Regions from separate parts of the Mus musculus genome. Here all the other regions are linked to region 1. Evidence: chromatin contacts called from public HiChIP or PLAC-seq and promoter capture Hi-C data. All regions are on one chromosome and are shown on one strand. The core of a region is the stretch at or near the end of the contact, and the rest is flanking DNA. Distances in the headings are between cores, read along the strand shown. Region 1 holds the start of Trmt11 (tRNA methyltransferase 11). Region 2 overlaps Ncoa7 (nuclear receptor coactivator 7). Region 3 overlaps Ncoa7 (nuclear receptor coactivator 7).

Region 1 (3,824 bases), core at 717-3,216:
CCCGACTGCTCTTCCGAAGGTCCAGAGTTCAAATCCCAGCAACCACATGGTGGCTCACAACCATCCGTAACGAGATCTGACTCCCTCTTCTGGAGTGTCTGAAGACAGCTACAGTGTACTTACATATAATAAATAAATCTTTAAAAAAAAAAAAAAAAGATATGGTCAGTTATAAAGTCCAGCAATAACTGCATATCTGTGTTAGTTTTCTAGTCAAGTTTCATAAATGCAAATGAAGAGAAATCCTAAACTAGGTGTTGTGCATAGGCCTATAATTTCAACTCTCAGGAGGGGGAGGGGTGAAGAGCTTGACAGTTTTAGGTCAGTCTGGAATATATGAAAACTAGTTTAAACAAAAATTAACTTAATATTTTACTGAATTTTCATTTATGTAGTCGTTTGTAAAAGTGTTCTTACATTTTTGAGTATTATTCTAACAACTAAAATAACTTACCTTTTAATTATCAGAATGATTTTTATTTTGACGGGGGGGGGGGGGGGGGAGGAGGGCGGGGTTCAAGGAGAGGGGCTCGATAGTGTTAAGGATTTGGCTCTTGTGATTATAGTAGTACTTCCTTCAGAGTCAGAACCCAGAAAGGCAGATAGATCCAACAGAAAGTCCTTGTAGCTGGTTTGTAGGTACTACACTAGAGAGTGGGAATGCTGGGAAGTCAACGTCTATCCATCTCCTTGGCCCATCTCACTGCTGGGTAAAGCTTTTCAGGTGTATCCTGTTAGGGTAGGAGTGCCCATAGCCAGGTGAGTGAGTCCTCATCGATTCTCTAGAAGGAAACCCAATAAACTCATTGCTCATTGGAGTGAACTTTGGTGATAATGTGCCTTGTTTTGTTCTTGGGATTTTGGTAGACATGGTTGCTGTTGCTTACATTGTCCTCAGTGAAAGGATTTTTAACAACACTAACAAAGGCAAATCTCTCTTTAAAAAAAAAAAGCAGAAATTCTCATTTAAAACAACAAAAAACATTTCCCAATGCTATTTATTGGTCCCATGCAATAGAGTATACGTTGAAGTTTGAATATTGTAACACCTAGTACTTATAGCTATTATCTGTAGGATGCAATACTCCAGTTCTTAAAAGAATATTGAAGCTCACAGATGTTACAAAATTCGCTGAGAGCATAGGGATAATAAATGGAACTGAGGTTTGGGTAACAAGGGTCACCACTGTCTGTGTGCTGGCTGTCTTGATCACTACCAATAAGCATCAACTATATTTCTGGCACAGGATACTTGTATATGCTGTGCATTACCAAGGTGGAACACAAAACCCAAAAATACAGGCCTCAGCAGTACAAAGGGTTCAGTACTTTGAGCAGAAATGATACTTGTCGAGCTTATGTATAGGTAGCCATGTCTCTTGCAAACTGTTATGGTATTAGGCCCATCTGAGTAATTAGGGTAACTTTCACCAATGTTTTTAATCTACCACTGGCTGTGGATTTACTGTGTGCCTGGAACAACATAGCATAATTACGGAGTGCAAGTCTGAGGAAGGCTTTTGTTTGTTTGTTTGTTTCCATACAGAGCAACCCGAGATGGGTCCTTGACAGCTCTTGAAAAATTTTTGCAAAATCACTAAAAGTACACTCAGTGTTCAAGCAGGTGAGGCTGAATCTCGAACGATTAAGAGTCTACACTTAACAGTGAAGTTTTGGTCCAGTTTTGAGCTGAAGAACAGAGGGAGGAGTCAGAAGAACACTCCAAGTGGAGTATCCCTGGGGAACTGCGCGGGATCACTGCAGCCTGCCTCTTAAAACAATGCATCTCACAAGGGGAGCGTGCTAGGGTAGCCACAGACGGTGGGAACACCAGGATCTCACTCTTGCCCTTAGCGCCCCTTCCTAGAAAGTGCCACCCGCCAGTGTTCCTTGTCGTGCTTCCGTTTCCGGCTCCGGGATGAGGCTCGGCGGAAACTTGGCTCTAGGGAGGAGGAGGAGGGGGCGGGCCCGTGGAGGCCGCGCAGGCGCACGGTAGTAGCTGCAATGGCGCTGCCGGGCTCCTTGAATCGCTATCTCTTGCTCATGGCACAGGAGCATCTGGAGTTCCGCTTACCGGTGAGCCGTCCTGGGTGCTGGGCGCAGAGGCTCGCACTCCTCACGCGCCGGCTGGGGGGGGGGGGGGTCTCTGCGGGCAGCGGCGCGCGCCTGGATTGGGGCGGGGATGAGGCCGCTGGGCGGACCATGTCCCCGGCAGCCTTTCTCCAGGACGGAGCCTTGCCATTCACCCCTCTGCACGTGCTCCTGGCGCCGCAGTTAAGCAGGTGAACCTGACCCGACGCAGAATGGAGACATCCATGGGGGCTCTCGGTGGAGTGTGAGGAGTGTCGATATAGGTTCAGGCATGATGGAAGGCTTGGGGTGGAACTTAATAAAGTTGGGGAGGGGGAAGCTTTTTTATTTACTCAAGTGACATTTTCTACAGCGCCTGAAGTCGCGTGCACCGAACGGCAAGGATGCGCTGACTGACAGCTCTGCCCTTAAAGAGCGTAATGTTTACTTAGGCTCAGGACTAGCGGACGCGAGAGCATAGCCATAACTTTGTGAAGTGCAATGATGGAGGGTTCTTAGTGGGAACCTTTAAAGTATGGGGGCCTTTTAAAAAGGGAATCTTTGTCCATTGATGAATGAAGGATGTTGCCTTTCAAGGTGGGGGTGACATATGAGCTACAGTATTAGTTACCGGGGCCAAGGAAATAAGTCCATTAGAAGTATAAACTGTTGTTCGTTGCTCGTCACCAGCTACGTAGCAGAGTGGTAAAGAGAGAGAAGTAGGCTGATGGACCAGAGAAAACAGACTTGAGGACACTATAGCTTGGAAGAGGAATTAAACAGTTTAAAAGTAAAGAGGCAGAATTAGATTGTTTTTTAATAGAAAGTAAAATGAAGGAAGGACTCGAGAGCAATAAGACTGGAGTTAATAAGAATCTGTTGGAATATTAAATGATTAAGAAACTAATCTAGTGTCAGCAGTAAGAGAACAGGATAGAGTGGCAATGTAGGAGGTGAGAACAAATCTAGATTGTGATAAGCATTTCATTTTTCTGCGTAAGAAAACCTGGAAAGGATGAGATTTCTTCAACTTCATGTTTAAAGAGTGGTGAGACACTGGAACTGGAGAGTTGGCTCACTGGTTACGAACACTGCTCTTCCAGAGGACCTGAATTTGGCGCCCAGCAGCTGTGTCAGGATACTGCCTACAGCCATTGGTAACCCCAGCTCCAGGGGTGCCTACACTTCTGGCCTCCGTTGGCACAAGGCCTCCCTTACTTTTGTGAGTGTACCCACAGGTTTTAAAAAAAAAGTGCTAGGCCAAGTACAGATGCTTGGAAGCTTGGACATTAAAGGAAAACTGGCAGGAGACATGCAACATGTCAGACATAAGGACAGAGGTTTCCTCCTCCTTACGGGGATGAGTAGGAGTGAGTGTATGTGTTTTGTGGCTAAGATGGAGGTTCTGTCCCCACCTCTTACACATCTTTTCATTCTGGGATATCCATGCAATTTATTTTCACCATTCACCCCCAATTCTTGCTAAAACCAAACACCTTCTAGTACAAGAAACAACTTGATGCATACATACCCAAAGAGAACTAGAGGTGGCATTTGTTGCTCACATCTCCCATTGTTTGTGATTTGGAGTAGGAAGTGATGGTATCACTCCCTCCTGATGGCCATGGTCATGGTGTAAAGACCTTCTGGAAGGGAGGGAAGGAGAGTGTTGGCAACCAGCATCGGGGACACTTATCTTCTTAGTTACTTCCTCATAGGGCCAATGTGGAGGGATAGAGTTCACTTGCTATATC
Region 2 (3,824 bases), core at 493-2,992, 190 kb before region 1:
TGTGTGTGTGTGTGTGCACGTGCGCGCACTCACGTGCACCCATATGCATGTGTCTGTCTGTCTCTGTCTATGTTGCTGTTCTGGAGTTGGAGCACAAAGCTTCAAATGTTCTACCCATGAGCTCAATGCCTAACCTCTCTGGAAAAATAAAACAAGTGGAAAGTTTTTTGTGCTCGGCTACCCATTCTAAGGGTACCCATTCTGAATGCTGGAATGCATTATTGCCTGCTTTTTCTTACTGAAGCTCTCAGGGATTGCACCCTACATTACCTTATAGCCTTCAAGTTTGTTTTTAGCACAGTGTTACTCAAATACACATAGAGCACAAGAACATAGGATGGTACTCTGCTCTGTGGCTGATGTTCTCAGGAGTGATTGATGAGTTGTGGGTTTGTTCATCCACTTTGTACATGCTTCTTATTTTCAAGATTAGAATATTATGTCTTTTGGTTCTCTTAGTATTAGGTTATTGGCTTGAAAATCTTATCTAGATTTTCCTTCCCCAGATCTAAAATCTGAACTGTTCAGTTGCAGAGGATGGTATAGTTGGCAGTGTACTTACAATAGGGGTGTAGTAATTACTAACAAATCCTAGCTGTTATCCATAAAACATTGCTTGTTTGATATAGATAGTTTAACACACTTATCAGAGGATGTATTTAAAGTTTATACATTTATTAGAAGTTAGTAGTTCTCACATTTTCTGGAAAGGATGAAAACCCCAGAAAGTGTTTTATTTAACTGCTCTTATAGTCTCAACCAGCGGTTCTAAAATAGGACTCACACACCTTACCAGCTGTAAGAAGAGAAATTTAGAATGGCTATATCATCTTTGATTTCTGTTTTATATATCACATAAGGGGTATATAATGAACAAGACATGGGTTTTGTTGTCACTGCCATGTGCTGAAAAATAGGATTTTAAACTCAGATACTTCTGCTGATGTGGAATATGCTTAAGTACAGATCTGAATAGTGACAGTCACTACTGTTCTATTACCTACGGTTGGTTTCTGTTGTTTAACAATAAGTTAAAATCTATTTGAGGCTGGAGAGATGGCTCAGTGGTTAAGAGTGCTTGCTGTTCTTACAGATAACCTATGTAGGGTTCCTAGCAGCCAAGTCAGGCTTCTCATGAACACTTCTAACTACAGTTCCAAGTGATCCAACACTGTATACTGGCCTCAGGTGCCTGTCTCACTTATACATACCCCCTCACACACACACACACACACACACACACACACACACACACACACACCACTAGGTAATTTAAAAAAAAATTAAATTCCATGTCCAGTCCCAGCTAGGAGTTGTGGTGCATGTTCCTGTGTGTCTTACTTTTCCATTGCAGTGAAGAGACAAACAACTTATAAAAGAGTTTATTGGTGCTTATTATCATCATGGTGGGTAGCACAGCAGCAGGCATGGTGCTAGAGCAGTAGCTGAGAGCTTGCAACCTGATCCACAGGCATGAGGCAGAGAGATAAGTAGGAATTACATTTACTTTTGAAACCTCAAAGCCCACCCCAGTGACACACCTCCTCCACTGGGGCCCCACCCCTAATCCTTCCCAGACAGTTTGATCAAGTGGGACCAAGCCTTCAAATATGTGAACCAATGGGGGCATACTACCCCATTGTGTAAACCTGTCTTTTACTGCACAGCATTGGAAACAGTCTATGCCATTTTGGGATTCACAGTCTGGTTAAAAAGTGTATAGAAGAAGGAAGTAGAAAATGCCATGTCATGCAAGGATGCACTAGGAAACTGGCAGTGTGATTTTGTTCATTGAAAATTGTTAAAGTATGATGTGTAGGGCATAATACAGAGTCACATATTCTACGGCTACATTAAACTCTTATCTCGAAATAGTTTCTTGATAAGCATGTGAGTTTTCATGCTCTTATCTCCCGATTACTGGTGTTAACTGGATGAATGTTTGTTGTTACTCAGTATAGTATTTGCCAGTTCCCTAAATGGCATTCTTATAATTCCTTTAAATGATGAGAGACAACAGCATAGTAGTCCTGATGGGAAAGTAAAGTTTTGCGACAGCATGCCTTTGAAACAGTGATAATATAGAGAAGTAATTTAAAATCAGCATATTTTCATGTTAGGTTTGTAATGACAATGTACTATAAATAGGGTGGCTTAAAACAACAAACATAGGGGCTGGAGAGATGACTCAGTGGTTAAGAGTGCTTGTTGCTCTTGCAGAGAACCCAAGTCAAATCCCAATACCCAGATGGAGGCTCAAACCTATAACTGAAGATCTCGGAGCTCTGACAGCCTCTTCTGGCCTTTAAGAACACAGAGAACATGGTACACATGCATACATGTAGGCAAAGTACTTAGTATACATAAAATACAATATTTACAAAACAGAAAAATGTATTTACTTACAGTTCTGAAAGCACATTTCCTCCAATCTGCCCATCAGCAAGGACGCATCCCCTCTGACACCTGTAGAGAAATTCCTCTTTGCTGCTTCTACTTCTGGTCACTTGCCCTTCCTTAGCTTGTAGTAGTATCACTCTAAGCTCAGGCCCTGTCTTTACCTAGCATCTTCTTCCTGTGTTTTAATGCATAGTCATTTATAAAGAAGCCATTGTATTGGTCAGGGCTCCACACACTGAAGAGTGACCAAATCTTAACTAGTTGTGGTTTTGGTGACCTACCTTCCAAATAAAGCCCCTGTATGATGGACTGAAGATTGTGAGTTAAGGCTGTGGTTTTATGGTGATTCTATTCAAGTCAGAACACCGAAGAATATATAAGTCTTTGGACAAATGTCTCAAGACTACATAAGGTGTTAACTGATGTCCTCTCAGTGAATATTCAAAAGCCATGTAAATTGGGTGTGGGACAACTGGAAGAAAAGAATGATCCTTGGGTGTTTTGTCATTTGGCTACTTCTCTTTGTGACTACTAGTTTCTCAGGGATGGCTGGAGATCTATATAAACACAGTTACATTTTGTGTGATTTGTGGTCTTTCTGATGAAACTCCATATGTGGGTCAGGATGTTACTGAAGACAAACTGGGGTTTGGGTTTTGAAACTGCCTCACAACAGCTTCCAAACCTCGATGGCTTTAGATTCACAAGCATTTATGTCACAATGACCAGGCTGCAGGTTGACTGCGGTTTGGCTGCTCTCTGCTGAGCTTGGCAGTGCTGAGGGCCAGATCTGTTCTCCATGTCATAAAGCTGATGAAGGAACATCAGGTACCCAAAGCTGGTTCATTAGGTAGAGAGCCGCAACTCACCAGACTTGGTGCTCTGGGTCAGAATAAGTAACTTTATTAGTACTCACAGTCTATTCTGCTGCTCAGACATCACGTGACAAACTTAGTGGGTAACAGCTGGTTATTGTTGGTTGTCAGTGCAGCAAAATCCGTAACTGTCTGGGAAGCCTCAGTGGGGGATTAGGTTGTCCTGTGAGTTAATTGAGTTAGGAAGACACACCCTGAATGTGGGAAGCACCCTTTTAAGCATGGGGCACTGGACTGAATGAAAAGAAGGAGCAGTTTCTGCTCATGACCATGGATGCAGTATAGTCAGTTGCCTACTGACACTGACTTCTCAGAAATAGACCATGACTTGGAACTGTGAGTCCAAACAAACTGCTTCTCCCTTAAGTTTCTTGTGTCAGAATGTCTTATCAAAGTAACAGAAAGAAGGAAAGAAAGAAAGAAAGAAAGAAAGAAAGAAAGAAAGGAAGGAAGGAAGGAAGGAAGAAAGAAAGAAGAAAGAAAGAAAGAAAGAAAGAAAGAAAGAAAGAAAGAAAGAAAGAAAGGAAAGAAAGGAAAGAAAGAAAGAAG
Region 3 (3,824 bases), core at 567-3,066, 150 kb before region 1:
AGTATCAATAGGAGGGACCTCTTGTAAGTCATCAGGCTGTGTAATAGGGCTAAGGAGAGTACAGGACAAGAAAGTGCCCATCCATCAACCAGGAAGAGGGCCCTCTGCAGGAGTCAAATTGATCAGCACCTAGACTTTAGTCAGTCATATGAAGGAATAGTTTAAGCAGCACAGTCTAGAGTACTTTTGTTGCAAGCGGCAAATATCATGGAAGACACGTACACATCTGCCACTTTTCACTATTGCCGACACAGTGAGTTTCACTAAAGTAAAATTGGGGTGTGGACCGGAGCTTTGTGCTTCAGCTGAGGAACGTCATAGCTCCCACATGAAACTCAACCACTGATGATTTTAGCAAAAATCTCTTTTCCCCTCTTTTTTTTTTCTTCAAACTCCCTCCATACAATCCACACTAGCCTCAAACTTACCATCCTTCTGCCTCAGCTTTGTGTAAGCATCGGTCTTTCCACCATCCTCATGTCCTAAGTGCTGACTGTGGTCCAGCATCCTGGCTGATGTGGTCCAGACAACTCCCACTTGTGTCCTAGTTGTGATTTAGCATCAGTTGGCTCCCTCTTATCCCCACTGTTTTGATCTCTTCCCCTGATTTCTGTTTCTTAAACTTTGCTCCCTTTTCAAAACCTTACTATATTATATTCTTCAGCATGCTCTTGTTATAGCCTGTGATGTGTATATCACTCTGAAACTCATCCTGAGTTGGGGCCTTACCTCTTGAGGCTGTTCCAGTTTCTTTCTTCTTCTTAGTGGATCTTGAGGGTGTTATGGGCCTAAAGGACCATTCTAAACCTCTCTTGGGACCCTTGACACAGTCATTCTTGGAGTATATCCAGGAATGCTGTTCTTTTCTCTGCCTTGTTTGTAAAGTATTATTTAGTTAGTTCTTTTCAAGTTGCTTGGTTCCTTACAAAAGTCTAGCCCCATGTGCCATACTCATCAGTTGTGAGTGAGTTGTTTGCTATAAATAATAGTTTGTAGATTATTTACTATTTGACAGAGACTGATTTGCATTCTGTATAGCCTCATAATAACACAACGAAGTAGTTTCTGTTATCATCCTTATTGACAAAGGTGTTACACCTTAGATGTGGTATGCTACTAGCTCAAGGTCACATAACTGATTGGCTCTGGATGCAAGTCTCTCAGTCCTTTTATATGACCTCTCTACCACACTTGACTACTATGAATCCATGTTGATTTGCATTTTATAGAACCTTTTAAGTTCAAAGTACAAGGATTAGTAAGAATCACTAATTAAATGATAAAACAATTAAATGTATTTAAGTACTAGATTTGTATATTGTGATTTTTTTTTTCATTTAAAGGTTTACTTAAGAACTTTGGAACAAACTAGAGATGCTATGGTTTTGAAAGAATTGCCTGACACAGCAACAACAGAGTCTTCTGACCTTGTCTTTGTGTGGTTTGACAGCAATTCGCTTTTTGTTTATTTTGTCTGTGTATTCAGTGTAGGATCTTCCAGCTTAGTTGCGTCTGACATGAAAGTGCTGACAGTCTTTAGCTGTGGGGCACTTTTCCTTTGTTTATAGTTCAGTATAGAGATTACATGAACAAGATGATCATGGCTCACATTGAGGGGCCTTATCCGTATTTTACATTTCTATTATATAATGTTCCATCAGACATCTTCATGTCAGTAATAGTACTCTTTGATTACATTCTCTCCTCTTTTCTTTGCCCTTCCCCTCCCGTTAACTGCCTCTCCCGCACAGTTTCACTTCTCCATTTTTGTCCTTTGTTTGTGCATGACTTTATGGATAGATAAAGAGTGTGAGCCACAGATAAGAAATGTCTGGCAGAATTCATTTAGTGTGGTGTTCTCTGGTCTCTCCCTGTCCTTGGTGGTGCACTCTTGTTGAGCACACAGCAGCACTGGCTGCCTGCTTTCACTTTTTCCGTCTCACACCTAAATCAAAACTAAACTGGAATATGTAGCAGGCCAAGTTTAAGGAGACAGATTGGTCCATGATTTGCAAATTTGAAGATGGCAGCAACAGGAAGCACCCATCTCAGTGTTTTGGGGTGGGGTGGGGTGAGGGTGAGTTGAATGAGGAACTTTTATGTTTGTTCTGAAGCAAGGCAGCATCTAGTGTCTGCTGAGGGGAAGGGAAGGGTCTTTGCTCAATAAATTCTATTACTTGCATATGTAACTGATTTTATTTGCAGAAAAGTCATAGATGATTTGGAGTTAGGGAGATGGGGAATATGGCTTAATGGCTGTACAATGAGATAGGAAGTGTTTAGGTACAGAGAATGGTGACCTAGGTTGTTTAGATATGCAAAGCCCTCAGATGCATATGGATTATATAAATAAAAACTTCAAATGTCTCTAAGAGTTTTATTTATTAGAACACTTGGTAAGGTAGATGGACAAGTTGTAACCATTTGAATTTATGAGGTACTGAAAAACGATTTATTTGTGTCTTAAATATTTTCTAAACTAAAGAAAAACATTATGTCCACGAATCATTACTCTAGCTTTTGCAAACATAATTTGACAAGATACTTAAATACATTTAATCATATAGAATACATCTATAGTATGCGACAGAAATGAACCAAAATAGATCCCCTTTGGAACACAGGAAGTCTTTTACATCCAGTAGCAGCTGTGGATGACTTACCTCAGCTCTCATTCCCCTCATTTTCTGCACATGTGAGACTGCCTGGGTTGATTGTGACAACCACACAGAACATATACTTTATACTTTATAGCTACAGGGGGTTTGTTTTAGATGTTACATAACGTGTGATATGAGGCAGATGTACTGGGATGTTTCAGGGTAATTTCGTCAGCCGGAGAAACAGACTGCTGATGGAATTATTGTTTCCAGAAAGCAATTGAACAGATGCTGCTGGGGTCCCTGGTGAAAACAATCTCCATTTTAATGGCTCCATTTTCTCTCTCCTTCCTTCCTTCCTTCCTTCCTTCCTTCCTTCCTTCCTTCCTTTCTTTCTTTCTTTCTCTTTCTTTCTCTCTTTCTTTCTTTCTTTCTTTCTTTCTTTCTTTCTTTCTTTCTTCCTTTTTCTTCTTTTTTCTTTCTGTTTGTCTGTCTGTCTGTCTTTTAAGGGCAAATATTTCCTTTAACTCTGTTGACCCAACAATTTAAAATAGATAACAGGAGAATTTAATTTTTGTTTGTTTGCTTGTTTTGAGACAGGATCGCTCTACATAGCCCTGGCTGACCTGGAACTCACTATGTACACCAAGATAGCCCTGAACTCACAGATCACCTACCTATTCCTCCCAAGTGCTGGAACTAAGGGTGTGTGCCACCACCCCTGGCTGAGAATTGAAAATTTGAAAACCACAACAGCAGATATATATAACTTGGATACTTTTTCTTTCTAGATGTAGGTGTAATGGAGGGGGCAGGGGGAGTTACAGAGATAGCGCAGAGGTTACGAGCACTTGTTGCTCTCACTGCTCTAGCAGAAGATTCAGTTCCGTTCTCAGTGTCAGCTTGACTGCTTATAATCAAATGCAATTCCAGTTTCAGAGCATCCAGTACTCTCTTCTGATATGAGACTTGCACATGGTACACATTCATACATGCAAGCAAAAGACTCATGCATATAAAGGATAAACCTGAAAAAAGATTTAAAAGTGAGTATATTTGAGGTATAAAAATGAGATAATATCTGGGTGGTGGCACATGCCTTTAACCCCAACACCCATGAGGCAGAGGCAGGCAGATCTCTGTAAGTTGGAGGCCAGCCTGGTATACAGAGTGAGTTCTAGGATAGCCTGAGTTACACAGACAAGGCCTGTCTTAAAAAACAAC

The links. Promoter capture Hi-C pulls out the DNA fragments that hold promoters and counts their contacts. HiChIP or PLAC-seq counts read pairs in DNA pulled down with a chosen protein or histone mark.
Region 2: a contact with region 1 is called in an H3K27ac HiChIP or PLAC-seq map of bone marrow-derived dendritic cells, with 5 times the contacts expected there. The contact joins the enhancer-like site here to the promoter of Trmt11 in region 1. A contact is called at or near these places in 2 of 39 promoter capture datasets (the C10 cell line and hematopoietic stem and progenitor cells), 2 of 115 datasets of contacts at active chromatin or transcription factors (bone marrow-derived dendritic cells and forebrain) and 2 of 9 other capture datasets (adipose tissue and liver).
Region 3: a promoter capture Hi-C map of fetal liver shows a contact between it and region 1, with 3 times the contacts expected there. The contact joins the enhancer-like site here to the promoter of Trmt11 in region 1. A contact is called at or near these places in 3 of 39 promoter capture datasets (the C10 cell line, the HPC-7 cell line, HPC-7-derived erythroid cells and 1 more), 3 of 115 datasets of contacts at active chromatin or transcription factors (bone marrow-derived macrophages, embryonic stem cells and neural tube) and 3 of 9 other capture datasets (adipose tissue, liver and pancreatic islet).

The regions. Positions count from the first base shown.
Region 1 is chr10:30,598,842-30,602,665 of GRCm38.p6, reverse strand. Trmt11 (tRNA methyltransferase 11) reads left to right here and starts at 1,966. Exons shown (of 13, transcript NM_028604.3): 1 at 1,966-2,076. The coding sequence starts at 2,005.
Region 2 is chr10:30,785,844-30,789,667 of GRCm38.p6, reverse strand. All of the region lies in intron 1 of Ncoa7 (nuclear receptor coactivator 7), which reads left to right. Among named protein-coding and RNA genes, the nearest start is that of Ncoa7, 16 kb to the left of the region's middle. Within about 2 kb of position 1,742, at least 26 of the 459 cell types and tissues checked have an H3K27ac peak or open chromatin away from gene starts, as enhancers often do. A contact at or near this core is called in bone marrow-derived dendritic cells, where this site is marked.
Region 3 is chr10:30,753,248-30,757,071 of GRCm38.p6, reverse strand. All of the region lies in intron 2 of Ncoa7 (nuclear receptor coactivator 7), which reads left to right. Among named protein-coding and RNA genes, the nearest start is that of Ncoa7, 48 kb to the left of the region's middle. Within about 2 kb of position 1,816, at least 62 of the 459 cell types and tissues checked have an H3K27ac peak or open chromatin away from gene starts, as enhancers often do. A contact at or near this core is called in the HPC-7 cell line, adipose tissue, bone marrow-derived macrophages and 1 more, where this site is marked.